Linked DNA regions of Rattus norvegicus: region 1 is linked to region 2. Evidence: chromatin contacts called from public Hi-C data. All regions are on one chromosome and are shown on one strand. The core of a region is the stretch at or near the end of the contact, and the rest is flanking DNA. Distances in the headings are between cores, read along the strand shown.

What was found. A called contact is a pair of places that touch in the nucleus more often than the background predicts.
Region 1: a Hi-C map of hepatocytes shows a contact between it and region 2, with 2.1 times the contacts expected there. The contact joins the promoter of Spire1 here to the enhancer-like site in region 2. A contact is called at or near these places in 6 of 12 Hi-C or Micro-C datasets (the A7r5 cell line, Schwann cells, frontal cortex and 3 more).

The regions. Positions count from the first base shown.
Region 1 is chr18:63,437,496-63,442,973 of GRCr8, reverse strand. It overlaps Spire1 (spire-type actin nucleation factor 1), which reads left to right and starts at 1,440. Exons shown (of 16, transcript NM_001415684.1): 1 at 1,440-1,929. The coding sequence starts at 1,644.
Region 2 is chr18:63,185,693-63,191,060 of GRCr8, reverse strand. Cidea (cell death-inducing DFFA-like effector a) reads right to left here. Exons shown (of 5, transcript NM_001170467.1): 4 at 2,146-2,321; 5 at 681-1,080. The coding sequence ends at 939. Among named protein-coding and RNA genes, the nearest start is that of Cidea, 24 kb to the right of the region's middle. Within about 2 kb of position 3,145, at least 2 of the 93 cell types and tissues checked have an H3K27ac peak or open chromatin away from gene starts, as enhancers often do. A contact at or near this core is called in hepatocytes, where this site is marked.

The DNA of each region.
Region 1 (5,478 bases), core at 191-2,690, 250 kb before region 2:
ATGTATTAGTCTCCCACACAGGACTGAGAAAGGCCTCTGCCTCAGAGTTTTGGCACACAAATACTACATTTGTTTTCTTTTACATATTTGTATGTATTGGGTATGTGCACATACACACGGAGTTCAAAGACCAACCACGTGGAGTGGAGTCTCCCCTTCAACTATATGGGCTGCAGCTTGGCAGCAAAGTCCGTTCACCTGCTGAGCCGTCTCACTGGCCCTAAATACTGCATTTTTATATTTGAGATTATGAACCCATAATTAAGTAATTTTTCTTGAAGAGCTTGTTTTATATCTCTTGCCTTGAAAACAAAAGGCGTCCACTGAGTTTTTCCTTAACCGCCAACTTCTAACCCTTAATGACTTTCTACTATAAAATTAACTGTAGGGTGCCATTTCCCACATTCCACATAAAATTGTACCTACTACGATGTTCTTACTTGGTTGATGCTACAACTCTAAGGACTTCGAAGGCTAGCCTGGGTAGAATGTTACCAATTAAAACCATCCATGATTGGATGGACATTTTAAAGAGTTATTAGCTTTAATCGCACACTGGAAGGGGTTCAGAGAGGCCCCTAGAGTTCTTTTGTACTCCAGATAATTGTCCTTAGTTTTGTCTCTGACACCTATTCCTTCTCGAATTCCTTCTGGGTTAACTAGGCTAGGATGAGTGTGGTTATTACCTCAGGGGAGATTGAATCTGTAAGGCCTTGTGCATCACATCTCAGGCCCTGATCTAGGCTTTCGGAGAATTTGGCAAAGCAAGCCTTTGATCGTTGTCCTCACTGAACGTCTGAGTGGAGAGAGTACCAACACTAAAGAAGCATTGAAGAAGTAGCGGGACATGGTGGTTCAAGGCCAGTTTGGTTACCCAGGGAGACTGTTTCAAAATAAATGAATAGGAAAATATATTTAAATAATTTTGCAGATGTGCAGAGAGATAGTATGTGTCAAATGGTCCTGAGAAACAGACGAGTCTCAAAGGACCCAGGGGGCCTGTGCTCGCAGGCCAAAGCTGGAAGCGCTGGGCAGCCAGTGGCGAGGGTGATTCAGATGACCGTTTCTTCTTGATAAATCGCCCCAGATTGAATTCAAGTTCTTAAATAGACTGTGGGAGCCGAACGGGTGACAGCGACTTCGCGGCCAGACGCCTGCAGGACCACGGCTCGGGCCCCAACCTTGCGGTCGCCCCTCGCCGCCCGTCACTCACCTCGGGGGTGACGCCCCCAGGCCGTGCTCAGCCGCGCGTCACTCACATCGGGAGGGGGCGTGACGCCCCCCCAGGTCCTGCTCGGCCGCGCGTCACTCACCTCGGGGGTGACGCCCCCAGGCCCTGCTCGGCCGCGCGTCATTCACATCGGGGGTGACGCCCCCAGGCACTGCTCCGCTGCGCGGCCCCCAAGAAGGGGCGGGGCGAGGCGAGACGGGGCGGGGCTAGTGGACGCCATCGCCGTGCTACCGGCCGGCTGCGTGCTGGTCAGCACCGAGCGCCGCGGTGTCCCCGCCTAGTCCCCGCGGCGGCGCGCAGCCGGCCTGGGCGGCGGCAGCCCGGGATGCGGAGGCGGCGGCTCGTAGAGACGATGCTCCAGCGCTGAGGAGACGCGGCAGCCGAGCGCCGGCGGCGCAGCGACGTGGGCCGCATGGCGCAGCCCTCAAGCCCGGGCGGCGAGGGGCCGCAGCTCGGCGCGACAGGGGACCCGCGCGACGCGCTGAGCTTGGAAGAGATCCTGCGGCTCTACAACCAGCCCATCAACGAGGAGCAGGCGTGGGCCGTGTGCTTCCAGTGCTGCGGCTCCCTGCGCGCCGCCGCCCGCCGCCAGCCCCACCGCCGCGTGCGCTCGGCCGCGCAGATCCGCGTCTGGAGGGACGGCGCCGTCACCCTGGCGCCCGCCGCGGACGAGGAGGGAGAGCCGCCCCCTGCCTCCGGTGAGGTCGCGGCCCGATGCCCCCGGCCCGGTGGGAAGCTGGCGGGCGGCTCCCGGAGGGCGGGCGGGGCTGCGGGACCCGGGTTCCCGGGAGGCTCTGTGCGTGTCCGCCGGCCTCGGCTGTTTACCGGGGGCTGAGGTGGGGGTGGGGTGGGGTGGCGAGGGCTCCGGAGATGCATGTGTGAGGTTCGGTCAGGAAGATGACATCCTTGGGAAAAGGAGCTGGCCCTTCGTAGCGTTTTGAATTTGTCAGTAGTCCTTGGAAATGGTAGGGAAACCACTGAACCCCCAAGAATTGTGCTATTTTGGAGAGAAATAGAAGAAATGAGGACTCCGGGTACCCTGTGTGAAAATTCGCTGTGGTGAAAAGTACAGGTTTATAAGAAGTAAACAGGCTGTTTAGATGAAATTGCTTTTGGTTAGTCCGCGTACATTCTTCATGACTTGTCACCTAAACAGTGACACATTACCAGGAGCTTACTCACATGCTTTATTGATGGGAAGACTAGTAATAGGTTTCCCCTATCCGGTTTTATCTAATTCATTCTTTGAGAAGCAAGTCTATTCAAAACATAGCAAAACAATCCACCTTCACCTTTAGAAAGTTGATGGAAGTGTCAAAATGCTCAAGGATGGAAAATGTAATTAGAATAGTCTGTAAAACGACATTTCGTGAAAATCCTTTTCTAAATTGAGGGAAACGTTCAGTATTATCAGCCCTACTAGAATATTCTCTCATTTTTAGTTCAAGTAAACATAGTTTTGTTTATTTATTTAAAGCCAGCCATTGGGATGTATTAATAACCTCAATGTTGCACTATTTCAGAATACCGTGTGACGTTTTCATACACGTGTACCTCGAATGATATTTAAAGCCGACCTTTTGATGATCTTTTTGAATCTTTTTTCTCCCTTCAAACAAACATTTTTTCTTTTATTTGATCTGTTGCTTGATTTTAGACCTTGGCCTTAGTAGATTACAGTTTCAGTTGTAACTTATTTATAAGATGCCATGAAAAGATAATTTTTTTCCCCCAAACAACGAGGCTTTGTCTTGGTCCAGAACTCTTTCCAAAGGAGAGAGTGTGTGCGACCTCGCTTCAGAAGAATCTTTGGTTCTATTGAAAGAGCAGGCCTGGTTGTATGGTGTATCAAGAACTGTTAAGGAACTTGATCCCAGAAATGTTTTGACTGTCAAAGACCGATAGATTCTTTGTGGGTGATTCTTCTAACTGTTGTTGTTGGAACGATGAGGAACGATGAAATGAGTGCATCATTAATATTGGGTGTAATACATTTTGCAGAGAATAATAAATAGATGATTCCCAGAAACTAATGAATTTTTTAAAACGTATTTTTAAATGTCTATATATTGTTAATTGAGTGCATCTTGTGGCGGAGCACTTGCCTCAAGGCATGTGCAGCCAGAGGACAATGTCGCCACACCTGTTCTCCTACCTTTAAACGGGTTCTGGGGGTCAGACTTGGGTTGCCAAGTTTGTGAGGCAAGCCTTTTACTCACTGAGCCATCTCACCAGGCCTTTATTTTACATTTAATTTTCCTTTTTGGGGGACTAAGTCTCCTGTACTCCAGCAGAAGCTGTTCTTGAACTCCTGGTTCTTCTGTCTTCACCTCACAAATGCTAGGATCATTGGCATGGACCTCCACACCCTACTTTGTAATGGATTTAACCATCTTCTGTCTCCTATCCAACTCATGATCTCTGCTGCCAGATACCAAGAGAACCTAATCAGAGTAGTTGGTACAGTCTGGAACATCTCAGGGCTTGTTGGTTAAAGCATTAGAGATGGGGGCAGGAGAAAGAATAGAATAAAAATACATTTATGAGAAAGTTTTTAATAGAAATATTTAGGGTTGTTCATTGTCAATGTAATAATAGTTTATTTCATCCTGGGATGTAATACTGGGTCCTTGGTTGTAGAAAATACATTAGTTTTAAACATTTAATGTTGAATTTTGTTTAAGACAGGGTCCTCTATAGCCTGAGTGGGCCCCAGACATTTTCGTGGAGCAGAGGCTGACCTTGAACTCTTTGATCTTCTTGTCTACAACTTCCTAAGTCCAACTACTGGGCTGCAGATGTGTACAATTAATTCTAGCTTTAAATTTGCTCTTAAAATGTGGTTAGTAATGTCTATTATGGTTGTCTGCATAGATTCTCTCTCTCTCTCTCTTTTAAGATTTATTTATTTTATGTATATTAATACACTGTCACTATCTTCAGACACACCAGAATAGGCATCAGATCCCATTACAGATGGTTGTGGGCCACCATGTGGTTGCTGGGAATTGAACTCAGGACCTCTGGAAGAACAGTCAGTGCTCTTAACCACTGAGCCATCTCTCCAGCCCGAATCTTTCTCAAGAAAGAAAAAAGTGATTAAAAAGTAGTTTGATACTTGATACTGGGTACATTTCTGTAAGTTTTTTGGTTTTTTTTGGGGGGGGGTGTTTAGAAATGAAACAGGTTTATTGAGTGTACTCCAAGGGGGATCAGACTGGGTAATAATAAAATACTGCTTGCTTCTTTTTTGTTTGTTTTTGATATATGGTCTCACTATGTAGGCCTGGATGGCCTTGAAATGACAGAGATTTGCCTGCCTCTGCTGATTCAAAGCAGTGACACTCTACCCCATTTCAGGACCTCACTCTCTAGTCCAGGCTGGTGCCCGACCTCTCACTTGTGACAGTCCTCCTACTCCCAGTCCCTGCTCATTTAGTCTCCAAGTCGAGTTTTAGAGAAGTCCAGTGACATGTTCAAAGTCACATGGTGAACTGTCACTCAGACCCAGCTTTGCAACATTGTGAAGTGACAGAGATTTTGTTTGACTCCTTCGGAGATGAAGACCTCAAGAAAGTTCCCCGGTCTCCAGTGTCCCACATGCTGTGGGGAATCTGTGTCTTCCTTTCCTGCCTTTAAATCAGTGTATGAGGCAATATGTAAAATGACTTACACATTCATTCTTCCCAAAGCCTTGTCCACTAGCAACACCAGAGGGTCTTATCTAACTGTTTTAACTACTCACTAAAAAGGGACAGATATCTAAGGCAAGTGTTTCTTAATCCCAACACAGTTGACATTTTGGGCCAAATAATTCCGTTGTGGGGCTGTCCTGAGTGCCACTTCCCTCTTCGCGATGTCTCAGGACTCCTGTACTGCTGCCAAGAACCCTCCTCTCCAGAAAAAGACCTGTCTGTCTATCCATCCATCCATCCGTCCGTCCATCCATCCATCGATCAGTAGGGTCTCTATGTAGCCATGTCTGTCCTGAAACTCACTATGTAGTAAGGCTGGCCTTGAATACACAAAGCTTCTCCTGCCTCTGTCTCCCAAGGGCTGTGATTTAAGGTGTGTGCCCTCATGCTTGGCAATGAAAGATCTTTAGAAGCTGGCAATCTTTGAACTGGGGACTGGAGAGATTACTCAATGCTTTAGAGTACTTGTTCCTGCAAGGACCTGGGTTCCATTCCCAGCACCCACACAGGGACTTACAGCTATCCAAATCTCCAATTCCAGGGGATCTGATG
Region 2 (5,368 bases), core at 1,896-4,395:
GAACCGTTGGTTTACATGTACCATGGATCTACAATCCCAGCACTCCTACGGCCAGCTGGAGGTGGAGACCCAAGAATCCCCAGAAGTGTGTGCTAGCCTGTGTGGCTTTCTAAACAGGGTGAGGACTGACCCCCCCCCCCCCAGGTCGTCCTTTGTCCTCCACACATATGCCATGGTACCCGTGTGCTTGCACTCACACTATATGTATACACACACAGGAGAGAGGCAGAGATTCTTTGGTGGGAAAAAGTAAATCAAATATAATCCAGGCTTGTTACTTTTGCACTGAGTACTGATAAGGATTAAACAACAATGGGGCTGGAGCAATGACTCAGTGGTTAAGAGCCCTGGCTTTCCAGAGGACCCAGGTTCCATTCCAAGCACCCACTCACAACTGTCTAGAACTCCTCTGAAGAGATCTGGCGCCCTCTTCTGGCCTTCTGGGGCAGCGCATGCACATGTTGCATAGACACCACACAAGTAAACACACACACACACACACACACACACACACACACACACACACACATACACACACGCCAAATAATATAATAAAGTTAAAAAGAAAGATCAAACAGCAGTGGTATCTATCTTTCTGTCTTTGGCTCTGGTTTTCGTTCTGTGTGAGTGGTCCTCTCCAGAGAGACAAACCAGTTGCAAGGAAGCACGGCAAGTATTAATGGCGAGTCTTGTGTTTGGTTTATTACAATATGCAAGAGACTGATTCGTATGTTCCCAGACACTCTGCTGTTAGTCGCTTCCTAAAGCTCTTGAAAGGCCCATCTGCCTCCTTTCTCTTGCGGGAATCCTGCTGCTCGGTCCTGCCCTGGGTACCACCACCAAACCCCGTTCCTTCCTCTGACATCCCACAGCCTGTAACAGATGGTAGAGAATTTGCGTGAAAGCTGGGTCCCTGGACCTCTGTATCTGTGATCTGATTACATGAACCAGCCTTTGGCGCTAGCCTTGGGGGATGGCTGCTCTTCTGTGTCACCCAGTGCTCGGAGCACATAAGCGCCCGCATAAACCAGGAACTGTCCGGTCACCTGGGCAGCATAGGATGCGAACCGCAGCAGACTCCTGCAAGAAAGCAAGAGAAAGACACATCAGGCGTGCGATTCTCTGGGCTGGCCAGAGATGGAATGATGGGAATGCCTTACCCCACCCCACCTTACTAAGCTCCAAGGGGGCACCAATCATGTTGGGAGTTGCGGCATCCATGTAATACCACTTTCAAAGCACACAGTGTCTGATTGCTCCCTGGTGGGCTGCCAGTACTCTCCAGCGCCACCTACTGGGGACAGGGCCCTCAAGCAACTTTGGCAGGGGCCTGCCTAAGTAGAAACTCCCACAGAACCTCGGCACAGAGCATGTGCTTGCTATCCGAGGATTCTAGCAGCCAGGTGACTGTGAGGGGCTTGCTCCTACAACCCCAAGGTCAAGGTGACAAGACCAGTAAAACTGAGGAAAATGGTTGAAAGAACCAGAATTATGATCCTCTGATAGGGCATGTGGAGGCTAGGTCGTTGGGGGTGTTTCAACTTGCTCCTCACAACAAGAGGACACTTTGCCCTGTCCTAGCCTCTGAAGTCCCGAGACTGAACTAGTCTCATTTCAGATTAGGTCCAACAAAAAGTGTTTCCTCATGTTCTAATTCTCTTCCTGGTCTCCGAAGTTTTCTCTCCAGTTTTCACATCAGCGGAACGTCTGGGCCAGGTCCCATGGCGTGCGAGCGCGTGGTGCGAGCGTGGTGCGAGCGTGGTGCGAGCGTGGTGTGAGCGTGGTGCGAGCGTGGTGCGAGCGTGGTGCGAGCGTGGTGCCAGCATGGGTGTGTCCCTTGCTGGGTATTGGACCTAGGGCCTCTAACACGCCAGGCAAATGACTTACCACTGAGCTATTTCACACTTACATCAAAAAGCACAAAGTCCAGTTGGGGATGTAGCTTTGCGCTTTTTGGTATAAGTCTGTGATCTAAAAGTTAAGTTGAAGACCACGTGGGTCAGAGCACACCGGTTGACAACAGAGGATCCAAGCCCTGTTGTTGGGCTCTGGGGCAGAAGACAAGTTAGGAGGAGCCACCTGTCCCACACGTGGGTGTGTCCAGACCCCCACTGTGCCCCCACGATATCCCCTGGAGTTTGTTACCTTAACAAGGCCTTGAAGCTTGTGCAGCGGATATCATACGACACTGAGTACATCTCATACATGGTGGCTTTGACATTGAGACAGCCGAGGAAGTCCTTGGGATTCAGCCTGTATAGGTCGAAGGTGACTCTGGCTATTCCTGACTTCTTTGTTTGTGTGCAGACATACTTATTGCCCTGAAGTAAAGAAGCAAGGAACAGGCTTCGAACCCATGCTGGCAAAGACAGTCAAAAACCACACAGTTCTGGGGCGATGGCAAAGTTTGGGTCTCCTAACTGTCAGTTCTAATTATTCCTGCCAAGTGACCATCAGGCTGACGTGTTATACTACAAGTGCCCTTATCTCTTCCCTCAACAACTTACAGTTTTGTGATTCCGGATACGTTGCTTTGGTTTTGAGGATTTAGTGTCTGATGTAGAGAGGTGTACCTGTCTTAGGGAGCCTCCTTGCTTGTTTGCATAGAGCCCTGAGGCCAGACCTTGAGGATGAAAGGACTCCTTTGCAACTGTCACATAGCCATGGAGGAACAGAAAGCACTATTTCTGTTTCACTTCACAAGTGCCTCTGATGAAGCAAATGCTGGAACTCGTGTCTCTTGGGGTGTCTCCTATTTTCCAGTAACTGCCGAGGAGGACAGATGACTGTGTGGAAACATTAGCCACTTAAGGAATCACTCTGTCCCAGGGATACCAGGTGACCCTTCAGGTTGGGAGAGACACGTACTACAAAAACTTGTAGATAGCTCTGTCACACCCTGAGAGAACAAAGGCATCCCAAGATTCAAATGCTAAGTCCAGGGAGATGGCTCAGTGAGAGAGAACTTGCCTCGCATGTGCAAGGTTCTGGGTTCAAGTACAATCTCTAGTCCCAGTCGCAGGGTAGGAGGGGCTCAAGAGCTGCTTTCCTAAGTGGGTTTTTTTTTTCCCTACCACACACAGGCCCCACTGTTTTCAGGGTCAGGCTTAGATGATGCAAGAGCCCATACGCCTCAGGAGCTTTGGGGGTTGGGAGTGCTGGAAAACTTCGAGTATTACACAACATGATCAAATACATTTGAAATTAAAACATGGGGCTGGAGAGATGGCTCAATGGTTAAGAGCACTGGCTGCTCTTCCAAAGGTCATGAGTTCAATTTCCAGCAACCACGTGGTGGCTCACAACCATGTGTAATGAGATCCGATGCCCTTGTCTGGTATGTCAAGGACAGCAGCGTACTCATATACATGAAATCAATCAATCAATCAATCTTGAAATTAAAACATAAGTAACCCCTAAAAGCGTGCCAGTCCTTCTTGCTGAAGCCACTGTCGGTGTCCCCCTCTTCCTACCACCCAGATCATGATGACAAGTGATTTTGGTTGTTGCCCAGTGTACCCCGCATAAGAGCCTGTGTCACTTCTAAACCTACCATCCATCACCCAAGAAAGAAACATCATTTAAAAATCCAAAACTGGGGCTGGAGAGATGGCTCAGTGGTTAAGAGCACTGATTGCTCTTCCAGAGGTTCTGAGTTCAAATCCCAGCAACCACATGGTGGCTCACAACCATCTGTAATATACATTAGATAAATAAAAATTAAAAAAAAAGTTTTAAAAATCCAAAACTGAGTCTGACATGGTGGCACACATCTTTATTCCCAATACTTGTGAGGCAGAGGCAGAGGCAGACAGAAGATCTCCATGAGTTTGAGGCCAGCCTGTGCTACATAGCAAGCATCAGAACAGTTGTGGTTATGAAAAGAGACCCTTTCTCCAAACAAACAAACAAATTCAAAGCTAAGGAATAGAAGGAATTAAATCTATTGCCTCCCTCTGCTTCTATTTTACTGCCTCACGTTGCTTTCTGGCTTTTCAAAGTTTACCTGACGCTCCTTTTAGGCTGCCTGTAGAATTGACCAAGATGCTATCACAGTGCTAGGCTAGGGGTCCTCACATGTGGGCATTCAGGATCCTACAGCCTCTCAGAGAGGAAGGGCACAGCTGGAAGACACACTGTCTTCTTCCAGGGTGGCAGACAGCATATTCCCCTGGGATTTTAGGATTCTGGGACTGAGCAAGGGAGACATCTGGTGGCTGTTTCTTGGTTGAAATCTTTGTTCCCTTTAGAAGGAGCCTCTGGGATAACCTTCCTGAGGCAATGTGGCAATCTGTCCTCTTCAGGAAGCCACCATTTCTACCCTACAGGAAAATGGCTGAGGAGGTAAGCCAGGAGAGGACTCCAGAATCTTTGATGGGGCTTAGTGGTAGAGCATGAGAGGTACCTATCTGTGAAAGCCTGGGTTCCATTCTTACCACCCCAACTCCACCCTCAAAATCCAGTCCTCAAACCAACCAAGTATTTCAGATTCACAGGGCCTGAGCTGACCCTTCAGTGTGGTACACAATTACTACATCTTAGCATGACTTGGCACTGTGCTGAATTTCTTAGGTCCCATTACTGTGTAGGACTTAAATGTGCCACTTCTGAATTTGCCTCTAAACTCTCTTTGTATAAACCAACAGCAAACACCTTTTCCATCCGTGTTAGCTTTCTATCGCTGCTATAATAAGTTCCCAGAACCACAGCTTAGAAGTCACATGCTTCTGCTCTAAAGGTGCCGGGAACAGGGGTCCTGACCAGTGTTCCCACCTTCCTTGGCATGTGGTTCTCCTTTCCCCCTGAACCTCAACCTGGCCCATATCCTCTGGCTTCACCACCCCATGAGAACGCTGTGGTGACACCAGCCTCAGGAATAGTGAGGTGACCTTCCCATCTCAGGACACACATCTGCCAAGGCCCTCTGCTGGGAACCATTCTGAGAATGAGAGCAGACGCTCTGGAGGTCTCACACAGAAAGACAGGGATAGAGGAACCACTCTGGGAGAACACCAGCCTGACCTGTGACAAGCCACAGGTAGCTTGTTCCCAGCAGTAACAGTCAAAAGAAAAAAGCTCAGGAGAAGAAGGAATTGGAAGCTTGGCAGTGGTGGTGCACATCTTTAATCTCAGCTCCTGGAGGCAGAAGCAGGTGGATCTCTGTCAGTTCCAGGACAGCCTGGTCTATATAGTGAGTTCCAGGGGAAGGAGGAAGAGGAGGAGGAGGAGGAGGAGGAGGAGGAGGAGGAGGAGGAAGAGGAGGGAGGAGGAGGAGGAAGAGGAGGAGGAGGAGGAAGAGGGGGAGGGGGAGGGGGAGGAAGAGGATGACGATGACGATGATGACGACAAAGGAGGAAGGAGGAAGAAG